Linked DNA regions of Mus musculus: all the other regions are linked to region 1. A link is a contact called in public HiChIP or PLAC-seq and promoter capture Hi-C data. All regions are on one chromosome and are shown on one strand. Each heading gives the region's core, a stretch centred on a gene start, on an enhancer-like site or on the middle of the called end of the contact. The rest is flanking DNA. Distances are from core to core; before and after follow the strand shown. Region 1 has its middle 61 kb from the start of Tbc1d5. Region 2 overlaps Satb1 (special AT-rich sequence binding protein 1). Region 3 holds the start of Satb1 (special AT-rich sequence binding protein 1).

Region 1 (4,417 bases), core at 903-3,402:
AATCTCTCTGACTTCTTTTCAAAAATTTAAGATTTATTTATTTCAGTATTTTGTAAGAGTGGTTTTGCCTCCTGTATGTATGTAAGTGCCCGGTGTGCCTGTGGAGGTCAGAAAAGAGCATTAGATCTTTTGGAACTGAAGTTATAGAGAGTTGTGAGCCACCATGTGAATGCTGAGAATTAAACCCAAGTCCTCTGCAAGAGTAACAAATGCTTTCAAATACTGAGCCAACTCCATACTACTCCAGGCTGCTCTCATACTTGGTGTAACCTTGAACTTCTAAACCTCTTCTGTCCACCTTCTGAGTACTAGGCTTGCATGTGTGCATGCTAATCAGGCACTCTACCAACTGAGCTACATTCCCCAGCCCTTCATTTTTTTTTTCCTCATGGAGAATCTCAGTGTCACAGGGGTCATCTGAACTGTCTAAAGCTAAAGCAGTCTATTGGCTGAAGTAGACCTGGAACCCAGCTTCTAGCTTCATTTTACAAATAAATATCAAGATTTGTGCCTTCAAATGGGCAATTTTCTGATTTCTAATTTTATTACTGAGGAAGGTCTTTCAAGTGACCGGAGTGACAGCTCAGAGGTTAAGCACTTTGACTGCTGCACACTGATTGCTTTTCCAGAGAAGCTGGCTTCAGTTCCCAATACTGGTGTAGCAGCTCACAACTGTTTGTAACTCTGGTCGCAGGGTATCAGACACCTTCTTCTGGCTTCCATGGGCATCAGGCACACACATGTTTACACAGATGTACACAGGAGCAAAACAAGACATAAAAATAAGTCAAAAAAACCTTAGGAATAAAGACCGTTGGAGGCATACACATGTTTTTGGATACATGCTTTGCACTGTGTTTGATAACCTATGCAGCAAAATGAACAATTGGGGACAAATGAACTTATGAACAAATGGGAGTGGGCTGGAGATGAGATATCTGGATTATCTGACAGGAGAATGTCAGTTTGTGACCTTGCTAACTTTTGTTTTTTTTTTGTTGTTGTTGTTTGTTTTGCTTTTTTTTTTAAAATTACTACCAACACCCTCCTCTGACGTGGGACAATTTAAGCTGTCAAATGACCACTCAGTGTTTGTCTTGAGAATATGACAAATTTGGAGTTGATGGGAGGCATGAAATTGTTTGTAGCTAGGAAAGCAAGGTACTAGAAAAGGCATGTCTTTCAGGACTTATGTGGAGGCATTGCTGGAAAGCGCCCCTCGAGTCATGAGCCACTTCCTCAACAGCTGACTTCCTGGCCTTCTCAACCAGCCCTGGCTTTGCATCTGGAGGAAGCTACTCCATAGGCCCCAGTAATGGGATAAGCACGGGCTTTAAGCCAGTGTTTTAGTTCCTTTTCTTTTCTAGGACCTGGGGTGGGGAAATAGGCTATGGAAGAGCCTGGGTACCTGACACATCCCTGGAGATGTGCCTGCTAACTAGGATCAATTCCTTCAGACTCAGGGCCACTACAACTCAACCTTACTTGTGTTGAGCCTCCATACATTTTTGGTTTGGTGTAGCAGTAGACATCCTCCTAAGTGATAGAGAGGGTCTGTTTCCAAATAATTTCAGTTCCACTTGGAAGATGGATGCTCACCTAAAAATTATTAGCATATATTTTTACAAAATATTTAATATAATTGAGTATGCCAAGTGTTCAGAGAGGCCTCAAATTTTCCTAAGAGATTAATAGAGCAAAATGCATTGAGACACTTGATGAAGCATCTAATAAACAAATTACTACTTGTCTAAATTTTGCTGATATCATGCTGTTCACTTCCAAATAAGTTCATGTCTGATGTTAATATCCTGTGCCGATGTGAAAGATGCTGTTCTTCAGAAAGAGGCTGTAATTTTTTATAGGCTCTGTTCATTTCACAGTTGTATTTCTTTGTATTTCACCTCTTTCTAGAAGAATTAGCAATGAGGTATAAAAAATGACTTAGCAACAAGGTTAATAAAATAGAAAAGCAGGCTGTAGAAAGAGGAATGAGGAAAATATGCTAACTGTAATTATCCTCATGGCTGCTGGGATGGAGTTTCAACCTTGGGTCTAAGCTTTTTTGGCAGGCTGGTAAGAGAAAGCATGATAAATTACATATCAGCCTCAGCAAAGAGGAAGTGTGTTCCTGCCCCAGGGGAGGCTAAGCTTTGTGTAGTTTCAAAGTATGCAAGAAATAGTCCTCAACGTTTTCATCTCAGGGGAGCAGGACCCACCGAGAAAGACAGCAGAATGAATTTGAATACAATCTCCAACTTGAGTTTTTAAAAATACATTCTTAATGACAGTGGGAAGGAGATCGGCTGCTGGACTAAGTCAACGCTGAAGCCTGTCTCAAGGCTGCCTCTCTGTACAGCTTAGCTTGCCAGAACACCACCTAGGTACAACTTACAGAACTTACAGATTCTTTTGTTTTCTTTCTTTCTTTCTTTTTTTTTTTTTTTTTTTTTTTTTTTTGGTTTTTCGAGACAGGGTTTCTCTGTGTAGCCCTGGCTGTCCTGGAACTCACATTGTAGATCAGGTTGGCCTTGAACTCAGAAATCCACCTGCCTCTGCCTCCCAAGTGCTGGGATTAAAGGCATGTGCCACCACCGCCCAGTCAATTTACAGATTCTTATGGTCATTTATTTAAAAATAATCATTTTTTTTTCTCATCAGGTGTGAACTCAGAACAGGTAATACTTTCACAAGCACTGTGACTAAGTCTCACTAGCCAAGGTTAACTGGTATTTAAAGGTGATGGTTTTCTTTGCTAGGAAACTTGGGTTTGCAGATGTATGAGTTGCACATTATGGTAGATCTGGGGTTCATAGGTGGATTTTTAAGGTAACACTCCTAACTGAAGCATAAGAAATCCTTACTGCACATCTTTAAGCACAAATCTTTCTCCGTTCAGTCTACTGTGCTTTCATTGTCCAGGGAAAACTGCAGTTAGAGATGGTCTCTTCTGAGAAATAAAAAGGCTGAGGCTCAGGCAGGTCCATGATCCACTGGCTGTGAAAAGAGAGATTGAGCAAGAAACCCAGTAACATGATGGTGAGCTTATTTTCCATACTTAATGTAGGCCTTATTCATATACTATTAAACATAATTCAGCATAATTCAGCTAGCCAGAATTCGTTCTGTACCTTCCAAAATTCTTATTTTTGTATTTCCTGAAATCCTCAATCACTCATCAAATACAGGTAAGAAAAGCAAGAGAATTAAAGTGCAAATATTGAAATGAAAATTACAATTATAATATTAATATCTAATAGAATAATATTATTCTTAAAGTGGGTGGTAGAGTGTATTGGTTTTTCTACTCTCTGAAGATTTCAAAGCACTTAACATTACCTTAAAACTCATTAAGCTAGTGCTGAATCAGATATTGAATGTTATAACTTTATTCTTATTATTTATTTAGTACCATCAAAGGAGTTAGTTCTCACTGGGAATTGATAGTGATAAAGGATGGAATAGTTCATGTTCTACAACGATAAATACCATTTAGCCAACACTGTTATTCCAAAGATAGCCAATAAGAATGTAGAAAATATTAGCAAGTCACCCATAAAGGTCTTCCAAATGAGGTAAACAGATAATTTTTAAAGTATGCAAGTGTGTATTGCTTTGATTTGATATGTGTCACCATACAGAAGTAAAGGAGTTTATTTGATTATATTGCTTAAGATAGTAAAGACAATGAAAGTGGTTTACCAAGCTAAAGCAGAATTTTTGTGTTAGATTTTTATTGCTGTAGCAAAATACAGTAATGATGTTTTGCTAATATCTCTCTATATTATATATAACAACTAATGATAGTCACCTTGAAAAACACACAAAGACTTCTTTGGCTCATGGTTTGGGACTTTTGGTTCATGGCTTGCTGGCGTTGCTGCTTTTGGGGTTGTGACATGGTGAAAGTACATGCTGGGAAGCCAAGAAGCAGAGGAGGAAATGAAAGAGACAGAATTCCAATATCTCTTCTGAGGGCAGACCCTCAATGCTCAAATCTTCCACTAAACCACCTCACCCCTTGTGTGTGTGTGTGTGTGTGTGTGTGTGTGTGTGTGTGTGTGTGTTACATGTACGTATGCACACAGGTAGAGGCCAGAGGTGGACATTGTATCCTGCTTTATCATTCTTTGCCTTATTCCCTTGACACTAGGTCTCTCGATGAAGTTGAAGGTTGCTTTCCGCTAGACAAGCTGAGTAGCGTTCACTTGTCTCTGCTCCCCAGTGCTGGGGTTTCAGCTACAGAAGGCCACAGTCAGCTTTGTGTGTGGATGCTGAGGATTCAAACCTAGGTTAATGCTTGCATCTTATCTGCCAAGGTAGCTACTCAGCAGCTATGGGCCTAGTTCTTTAAGGTTCTACCACCTCCCAGTAATATTAAGCAAAAAAGCATTTAACACAGGGACCTTTGGGGATT
Region 2 (4,426 bases), core at 487-2,986, 540 kb after region 1:
GTCTCCAGGATAATAAGACTTAGAAGTCATCGTCAATCTGTAGCCTGCTTTCTTTACTTAGACATATTATCATAGTATAGTTACATCAGTTATCGTGATAGTAGTAGAATTACATCCAGATTTTTGCACAATTTGAAATCTACCTCTACCCAAACCCTAAAGAAATGGTCAAAAAATGTATATTTGAGTGAGAGAAGGTAAAATAGACTCCCCAAAATTTTAACTCTTGGAGATCCTTTCAATTTCTCATCAGTGCATCATGCTGCCTGATATACTGATACAGTACTTATTACAGATAAGAACACTGTCCCTTTAAAATACATCATTTGATTTATAAGCAGCTTCTTAAGGAGGGAAGAAATGTCCACCAAGCTCTGGGGAACTGAGTTAGTCACAAATAAATCTCACAGTTGGTCTACTGCAACCAAAGCCTGGATTTATGTCTGGACTTTCATAAGAAATGTTCCTTAAGAATTGAGGCATTTGTCCTTTTGGCCATGAGACTAACTAGTAACTGCAACTCTGTCTACTGACAACCAAACATCCTGTCAACTGACCTCAGATTCAAACAGGCAGTCAGCCATCCCACTCTTTAACCTGCACTAGGACAACTGATTAGACTATTTCTGATGTGTCTTATAAAAAGAAACAAGACACATCACACTGAAAGTCTATGCCACTGTTCCCACAAAATGTTACATACTTAAAAAACGGACAAACAAAAACTACTTGAAAACAAGGCATGATACCATGCCTGTAGTTCCAGCACCAAGAAGGCTAAAACTGTAAGATCATGCTTTTGAGGCCAGTCAGACTACACAGTAAGACCTCGTCTCAAAAACATACATACATACATGGAACAGACAAAAACATGGCTGGTAAAGCAATATATAGCAATTGCATAGGAATACATATAATATAGAAAATGTCATGAAATCCTCAAGGATAATAGTATAGTTAATTTTGTCTGTCTAACTCAATGCCTTATGCTTAAAAGTTGTTGATAAGTACTAAAGTAATTATGTGTATATAGACTGCAGAGATGAAAAAGGGAACACTAGAATATATTGAAATGGTCATTATCAGCTAAGACTACTGTTACTAAAGAACCAAGGCCATGGGCTCTTTCAGCCAAGGCACTCAGTAGTGGCTTTGCTCTGTGAAATGCCAATCTGCACAGTGTTACTAACTAGTCAGTAAATTAGAAAACAAATCAGGGCAAAAGATACCCTATAAATATTTAGGGTATAATATTTAATTTTTTTTGTACATCAGAGCACTTGATATTAGACATCTAACAATCTCAAAATGACAAAGTAATATTTTATATATGTCTATTAAGAATATTCCACAGCAGAAGTATAGTGAGTAAGCCAAACCTGTCAGAAAAAACAAAACAGAACACAGAAACATTTTCCTTCAAGTCTTGTTAACAGAAGACTCACCAGGGGTGTGGCTCAGCCAGAAGACATCACCACTTGGGTGAGAATCTGAAGTCAGCAAACCTTCCCATTTAAGCAGAGAAGCGTTGCCTCTGAGGGGCCCTTTCCCCAAATGTAACCATAGCTTTGAGTGAAGGCAGGTGTCCTGCCTGGAGTGTGCCAAGACAGTGTTCCCAACCCCAGACATTCAAGGAGCTCCATAGCAGCCAGTGGAGACAGAAAATCTACTGTTTCAGACAATCTACTGTTTCAGACAATCTACTGTTTCACAAACTTTTTTTTTTTCTTTTTGGCCCAGAGCTTTCAATGAGGGGAGTGCCCCCTGGTGGAAATGCCTGAAAAATATTGTTAGAAATCATATGATTTAGTGTTAATTTTTAAAAATGACTTAAGAGCAATGTAGAATAATCTGGATGCAAATGGCAGCTGTTAGGATGCAGGCACTAGAGTGAAAGTCTGGGTCCTGTTCCAGTTGTAGTTCGAATGGCTGATGAATTCAGTGTCTATGTGGTCCCTTTTCCCAGGTGATATAGGTCAGATATAGTGCAGTCTTGCCAGGGAAGGTTAAGGTCATTAGTATTAATTTCTCATGACTGACTGATCCAGACATCATTACCAACAATCTAGCATACTAAAGAAACAGTACGGAAAGACCACACACCCTGTCACATTACAGTACCAGCTGAGGTACCCAATTAAAGTACAGCCAATCTGTGTCCCATAGGTGCTTCAATAAAGTCACTGAACTAAATTAGGTAAAATCAGTAATCTTGTTTCTAAAAAGAAGTGAAACAAAAGACGTGCATGTTATGAAGGGGGTTCCCAACACGTCACAAATATTATTCTCACTAGAAATAAGAATCTGGCGTTCACTGGGTGGTCAGATCGTACAAATAATTAGATTTGTGTTGTATGTATGAAAACATAAAATTATTCTACTCTGTCATTACTTAGTGGCTAACGGAGAGCCCTGATGTTTTTCAATTAAAGAATACATTTACTGATAAATTCCTAAACCTTTCTATTTTACATTCCGACAAAGAGTTACACAAGTTATTACAAGTAAAATTCATTACTGATTGCAAAAGAAAGAAAACCTCCAATAAATATTATCAGTCCTTCCAAAGGCTCATTATAAATTCTTTAAAACAGCAGATAAGTTAAAGGGACGGCCAATCTGAACAAAAAGCCTGTCTGGCCTCCAGTTTGTCTCCTCTTTGAACATAATCACTGATTAAAATAGATTTTATCAGCTCTGTGGAACTTCAAAGCTCTTAGGGAAAAAAAAAAAAAAAGATTTCAGGAACCCGCCCTCCCTCCTAAGAGAAAGACAGAATATTCTCCAGGCTACTGGCCTGTTTGGTGAGTTCTTGGTCATGTGTCCAGGTGAAAGACTATTTTCAAGCTCCACCTGCTCATGGCCTCACGCCAAGCAAGCTGTAAGGAGATGCATTCATCTGTGTTCCTTGGTAGGCTCATCAAGAGCTGTCACACCAGATAATGGCACCTTTCTACCTATTATCCAACTGTGATATGGAGAGTGGACTTTTCTTAAATTACCCTGAAGAATGATAGGAAGACAGTAGTGATTTCTGTTATACTTAAAGCAGGTGAATTTCTTTCTCTCCACCACATAATTCACAGAACTCAAATTCAATAAAACATTACAGGATGGTCCATTACTGTTATCAGTTTTGAATAATCCATCTTAATTCTTTATTTTACTGGAAAATAAAGTGTGCCAAAGGCAGAAAGGAGAGAAAAGAGGTGGGGGAAGCCACTGTGCAGGATCAGAGTTAATCTCTGGGTTTTATTTAAAATTTTAAAGAAATACATCTTCTTGTATCACAGCCTTTAAATGACAGTATCAGAGAGAGGTGAATTTAAAACTGTTAAGTTTTGAAGCACTGGCGTTCACTTCTGGCCATAGATTTCCATTAAAAAGATATCACGTAGACAGAACTGAATGGATGGCATATGCTAAAAGCTACTATCTTCAGTAGCGATTAAATAACATATGCCTATCATTCAGAAAGGGAGGATTCCTTTAAACAAGTCATTATATAAATTTCACCTTAACTTTTCAGAAATGGTAGGCTTCCTGTTCAACATTGTATGTGACAGTCTTGGGGGGATTAAGGTTTAGTCTGGGAAGCCCTATTAACATGATGAGGAGAGGCTCAAGCGCTAAAACAGGAAATCCAGGATTTTTAAAGTTGTCAATGACTAAACCAATTCTCCATTCCTAACCGTGCCGCCTACTACACCAATGTTTTACCGAACCCTGGGCAGGGTGTAGGGCCTCTCCCTACCCGTATCGGAACTTTGCCTTTTTTACCCACAGCTTTTAACAGTACTGTTTGAACCCAGCCGGGTTGCAAGGGAGCTGCAGTGAGCACACACCAACTTGAGATGTGCAGTCCAACTGCAGAGCTCTCTCGCTACATATGCATCAGCATGTGTATTTTCGTACTGCACGCTCACACCCTACTCTCACTCTGCACCTGCTTTTATTGAAATGCATACACTCTGAAATAAACACACTACATGCATTCATATGAATGTATAATCACTGAACTAAATGCAGCTGCGTGTGGGCGCGTGCGTGTGATTTTTTTTTTTTAAGTATGACCACTGAAAGATACATACATGCTTGTGTGTGCAAAAGCTGGCTCTCGATAAACATTTAAATATCCACAGGAAACAATTCATATTAAAAAAAAATCCAAACAAGGCTCTTTCCACTGAAAAATACCAATCATCAATACATAAAGATTTAAAATTAAACCTATTTATTGATAAGCCCAGGGTTCCAAATAATTCTGTTTTGTTTTCAAAATTGCCCATTTAAAAAGTGTTATCTGGATGAAATTATACCATGTTGTCAATGCTCAGAAGAATAAACTCTCTGCTCTTCATATAAACCACAGAGAGCCACCTTTTTAAAGGTGCTAATTCATATGAAAAGAGGCCACTTACTATAA
Region 3 (4,856 bases), core at 2,007-4,506, 590 kb after region 1:
CATGTAGGGAAGAAATGGAGTGTTTGTACACAGGGCTTATCTATGTATGTCCTGTTTAGACATTTACAGAGTAGGTAAAAACTACTGGAGTGCTTTAGAGAATCCCTGTTACATACCCATGTTATGTTTAGCTTAACACTGTTTGTAACCAAAAGCTTTCTACAATAATGAGGAACAGGTGCCTGTCACCTGACCTTTTAGGCCTAATTTACAACCCACAACCTGTCACATGAAAAAAAAAAAGCATTGAGATTCCCTCCTAGATTTTTCAGACCCTGCTAGTTTACTGTGGTGTTTCTCAGCTATCACTCAACAGCATCATATCTTACTCAGTCACAGGTTCATATAGCTGGCAACAGACTTCTTTGAAGAATAAACCAATATTCATTTTGTTGTTGCTTTTGTTGAAAATGCCAAAGAGACAAGGAACTACTTTTGTAGATTATCAACCAAAGAAGAATATATTAATTTATTACAAGGGAACAAAAGGCATTCCTTTTGAATACTTTTACATACAAAGAACTATTATTTATTACATATTTCAGCTTGTGGGAAAGTAAGGAATGCATTGATTCTGGAAATAGCTATGTGGATTTGGGAAGTTCTTTAGGTCTTTATCATTGTTCTCCCTCCCCTACCTCGCATACATTTTAAGAAGCTATTACTTCAGGGAGGAAATCCCTATTTGTTCCTTTTTCATCCATCATCTGTATTCATTATTCAGAAAGGAAAACAAAATTGAGCAGTGATTTTATTTCTCTTGCATAACCTTGTTACATGTAGCCATATTCAAATTTAACAATGCTCTGTATTTTATTGCTACTGTTTACATATTATGTATTACATATGACTGAACAACTCTACATTTAAAATATTGTTTCCATTAGAAAAAAATGAACTAATAAGTGTCAAATAGAGATGAAGACTAAACATACTTGGTATATTTATAAGATGAGGTCATTTAAAATGCATACAAACGGGATGACTATTTCGCTACTGTTGCATGTTATATAGTATGCACATTGCTTAAAATGTATTTATTTAACAATGCCCTTAACCAAGTTAATTAAAGTATTTCTGCGTGGTAACTGTGTTAGAGCTTGGGAGGTAGTGAATGATGCCGCCAGTTACTTCTGCTAAGTTAAGTTGAAATTAAGCACTTATTATAACCTTTCCTAACAATGTGAGAAAGACTGAGTAAATATATTAAATTTGTTTCACAACAGATGCTTGGGTTGTTAATATTTAAGATGCCTATTCATGCTATTCCTGTCTGCACATTTGTCAAAAATGTAAGCTTGAATGCTAATGTTTGCCAGCAGACTGGAGCAGGCAGTGTATGCGCTTACTACTGTTCTACAAAAATAATATGCCATAGAAATAAAGAACCGCTGCTAAGTCATAGCCCGAGTTCCACATGGGAGATTCATAAAGGGTTATAGAGCCAGCACCGCAACCCTTGCTTTCTTTGGATTTAAAGTATGGCATAACTTACTCATCTATCTATCTATCTATCTATCTATCTATCTATCTATCTATCTATCTATCTATCTATCTACCTACCTACCTACCTACCTACCTATCTGGAGAATCTGACTACAAAATAAAATTTCACTCTTTCAGAAAATCCACTCTGGACAAGGTGTAAAATTAAGTAAAGTTTTTGGAAGGCTGAGCTTCTGTCACCAGGCACAAACACTGTAAAAAATCCAGGTACTGCTTAAGGACAGAACCTGACTTCTGGCAGAAAGAGACCAGACTCTTGCTCATTCCCCTCTTCTGTCTTGGGAAAGTTGGGTTCTCTGGCCTCCAAGGATACAAACATGGAACCCCAGCCAATCAATCGGGAGCAGAAAAGGTTCTCTCCAGGGAATTGGGTGTCTTCCGGTCCCTATGGACAAGTGAAATCCACGTCTTAACCCTGGGAATCCTACATGCCTCAGAGAAAGTTCTCCCAGAAAGGGTGCAGAGGTCAAAGTTGTCAACCGGACATTTTAAGAGATGAGCCTGTGGTTGACATCTTGTTAAGTAAAACCTGGCCCTGGTGGAGGCCAGGGTCAAAACCTCTACCCTGAGCTCTAAGCTGCTGTCCTCTTGGTCTTCTGGGATCATCCCAGAAGGGACCTGTTTAGCGCCTTTTGCTGGGCCAAGCACACGCACGTGTCACCATCTGGACCTGCCGCTTGCCCCCTCAGTCCCTTGCATTCGAGCTGCCCAACCCCAGTTCGGCCACCCTGGGAGCTCTGCAATGGAGGAACACTGTAGAAGGCCGCCGCTCTCGGGTGTGTACTGTCGCAGGGAAATGAGGAGTTGCCCCCTGGGCTGCACCTGTGGGGCCACAGTCCCAGCTAAGACACCATGTACCTCCCTCGGCTTCCCGCCCAAGCCCAAACCCGAATCACCCTCCAGGACCGACCCGCGATCGCCGGCGTGGGCTGCACGAGCGCTGTTCTTCGGCTCTCAAACTCTGGGCTCCAACTTGAGCGCCCAGCGCCCGAGTGGCTCTCGGGATAGAGAAGTTGCCACAAACTTCCCAGGCCCCTCTCCACCTCCGCTCGCCACCAGCAAAGTAGGGCTGGCCGGGAAAGAACAGGGGGAGATGAGATGGGAGAGGATGCTAAGTGAACTCCAGATCTGGCGCGCGACCTTTCCAACTCCACCCCGCACCTCGCCTCCTTCCCCGCACCGGGGCTCACTGAGCGGCTCCCTTTTCCCCACTCGCCCGCCGAGGGCTTCCCCCCACGCCGCCTTCGTCCTCTAAAGCGGGCCATGCCCACGACCTGGACTAAAGTGTCTAACGAGGGACTCCTGCCGGGCAGGTGTGCGGGAGAGGCAAAGACGCCAAGTAAGTCCGCATCCCGGCCATGACCCTCACTTCACCAGCCCAGTCCTCCCGAATGTCTGAGCGCGCTCGAGAGAAGGGCCAGCAAGACCCCGGCACGCGAGGGGCGCAGAGTCGCCCCAGCCGGGGCCACTGAGAAGTTTGGATCGGTTCCGCATCCGCAGAAAACGGAGGCGAGCCGGGCAAGAGACCCAGAGCGGGAGCAGCACTGGCAGGGAGCAAAGAAGCGGGACTCACTCAGGCGTGGAACCGGGACAGCGCGGGCCAGCGGTGCGGGCCGAGGCCGGGTCGGCTCCCCGCGCGGGCGCGCCGGGCGGCGGACTTCCCGGGCGGCGGCTGCAGCTGCTGCCACCTCCCCGCCGCCGAGCTGGCGGCCGCCGCGGAAGTTAATGGCAACTTGACTTCAAGTTGTCTCCTCTCCCCATCCGAAGTGGGCGTTTAAAGGGGGCAGAGCGCGGCGAGCAGCGAGCGGGGAGCGCGCGGGGCCGAGGGGGAAGGGAAGGGGCGGGGGCGGGGCGGGGCGCGGGAGGGGGCGCGGGAGCCGCTCGGAGCCCGCAGTGTAGAGCGCGGCGCGGGCGATCGGGGCGCCCCCACGAGAGCCCCCCGACGCTGGCCGGGGGCCGTGCGTGCCTGGGGCGCCGCGCTCTCGCCTCTCGCCCGCGTGGGGGGCTTGCGGACCCCACAGCGGGAGCGACCGGGCCCGGCCTGCCTCCCCCGCGCCCGCGGCCGCTTCTCCCCCTGGCGGCAGGATCCTGGGCGGCCGGTGGCTCCGAGAGCGCGCAGTGGAGCCCGAGCTGAGCCGAGCCCGAGCCACCGCAGCCGCCACATCCCTGAGCGCCGCCCGGGTGCAGGGTCGCTGCGGGAGAGCGACCCCGCGGCCGCCAGGGTAAGTGTGGGCGAGCCCCGGAGCCCCACCGCCCCGGCCCTCACCTGCACCGCCCCCGCCGCGCACCCTCGCCGCCCGCCGCTTCCTCTTGTCGTTGTTTGCCTGGGCTTTGGGGGTGCAGAGCGCGGGGCATTGGTGTGTGTGTGTGCCAGCGGAGGAGGAAGTCAGGTGAGAGGCCTGAGCACAACCCCCGCGCCCCGCAAGCCAGCTTGTGTGGGGTGTGTCGCTCCCCAGTAGGGGCATGCGGGCCAAGTTTTCCCCTCTCTTCAATGTTTGATGGAGAAGATCTTTCCTAGAGGGGACCTCCTTCCCTTCAAACTGATGGGCTCTTCTTGCTATCCTCTTCTCTTGGGCACCCCTATTGAGGAACACATAGTGGATGGAGGAGGAGGGGGCCTCTTGCAGACCCCCTTCTCAACCCCAGCTATTTGCATCAGTATCATTTTCCTGTCGGCAGCTGTAGGTCGACGCACCCAACCAGAAGGAGATGCTTAAGCCACTGTCCAAGTCTCTTCTCCCACCCTGACCCACCCAAAAGCAGGGGCAAAGAGGTCAAGAAATGCGGATTTCGTAGGAGGGGAGGCTGGGCCCAGGGACCTTTTCAACTGGTGAAGCTCCAAAGAACTCTGAAAGGTCAAAGTAGCTGAAGGCTTGGACCCCCAAGCTAGGGAGAAATTGGACTCTATCAACTTTAACCCACTCCCCTGCTACTCCTTCCCCACACAACCCCCAGCTCTAAGGAAGCTATCAACTAACAGGTCTTTTGTTTCCTGTTGTGTCGCCTTTGGGAAATTTGCATTGAACGTGACGATAGAAAATTACTACTGTTTACTCGAAGTTAAGGGGGTTGCAGAACGAAAACAGTTTTTACTTTTCTCTTTGTGTGTTTGGCAAGGAGTGGAGCTGTTAGGTTCGTGGCAGGAATTGCAGAAGCTCAGTTGTAAAAATAAGGACTGTAGAACTGCCTGGGTCTGTTTTTAGCAGCTGCACTTTCTTGCGTTCTTTCACATAAGGCTTGCTCTCTCATTAAGTCCCCATAAATAATTGTATGTGGAGCGAAGGCAGTCAGGGTGGCAGGATTGAGATTGCTGGGAGTTCCATCCCTCCAGCGCAGAGCTGTTTGCAGGC

Evidence for each region. Promoter capture Hi-C pulls out the DNA fragments that hold promoters and counts their contacts. HiChIP or PLAC-seq counts read pairs in DNA pulled down with a chosen protein or histone mark.
Region 2: a RAD21 HiChIP or PLAC-seq map of pro-B cells shows a contact between it and region 1, with 7 times the contacts expected there. The contact joins two enhancer-like sites. A contact is called at or near these places in 1 of 15 datasets of contacts at CTCF or cohesin (pro-B cells), 1 of 484 Hi-C or Micro-C datasets (ventricular fibroblasts) and 2 of 115 datasets of contacts at active chromatin or transcription factors (embryonic stem cells and large pre-B cells).
Region 3: a contact with region 1 is called in a promoter capture Hi-C map of pre-B cells, with 3 times the contacts expected there. The contact joins the promoter of Satb1 here to the enhancer-like site in region 1. A contact is called at or near these places in 4 of 39 promoter capture datasets (the C10 cell line, the HPC-7 cell line, HPC-7-derived erythroid cells and 1 more), 3 of 115 datasets of contacts at active chromatin or transcription factors (bone marrow-derived macrophages, pro-B cells and stem cell-derived neural progenitor cells) and 1 of 9 other capture datasets (liver).

The regions. Positions count from the first base shown.
Region 1 is chr17:51,238,404-51,242,820 of GRCm38.p6, forward strand. No RefSeq gene overlaps it. Among named protein-coding and RNA genes, the nearest start is that of Tbc1d5, 61 kb to the left of the region's middle. Within about 2 kb of position 2,153, at least 20 of the 459 cell types and tissues checked have an H3K27ac peak or open chromatin away from gene starts, as enhancers often do. A contact at or near this core is called in the HPC-7 cell line, pre-B cells and pro-B cells, where this site is marked.
Region 2 is chr17:51,776,330-51,780,755 of GRCm38.p6, forward strand. All of the region lies in intron 7 of Satb1 (special AT-rich sequence binding protein 1), which reads right to left. Among named protein-coding and RNA genes, the nearest start is that of Satb1, 54 kb to the right of the region's middle. Within about 2 kb of position 1,737, at least 6 of the 459 cell types and tissues checked have an H3K27ac peak or open chromatin away from gene starts, as enhancers often do. A contact at or near this core is called in pro-B cells, where this site is marked.
Region 3 is chr17:51,829,391-51,834,246 of GRCm38.p6, forward strand. It overlaps Satb1 (special AT-rich sequence binding protein 1), which reads right to left and starts at 3,257. Exons shown (of 11, transcript NM_009122.2): 1 at 3,080-3,257.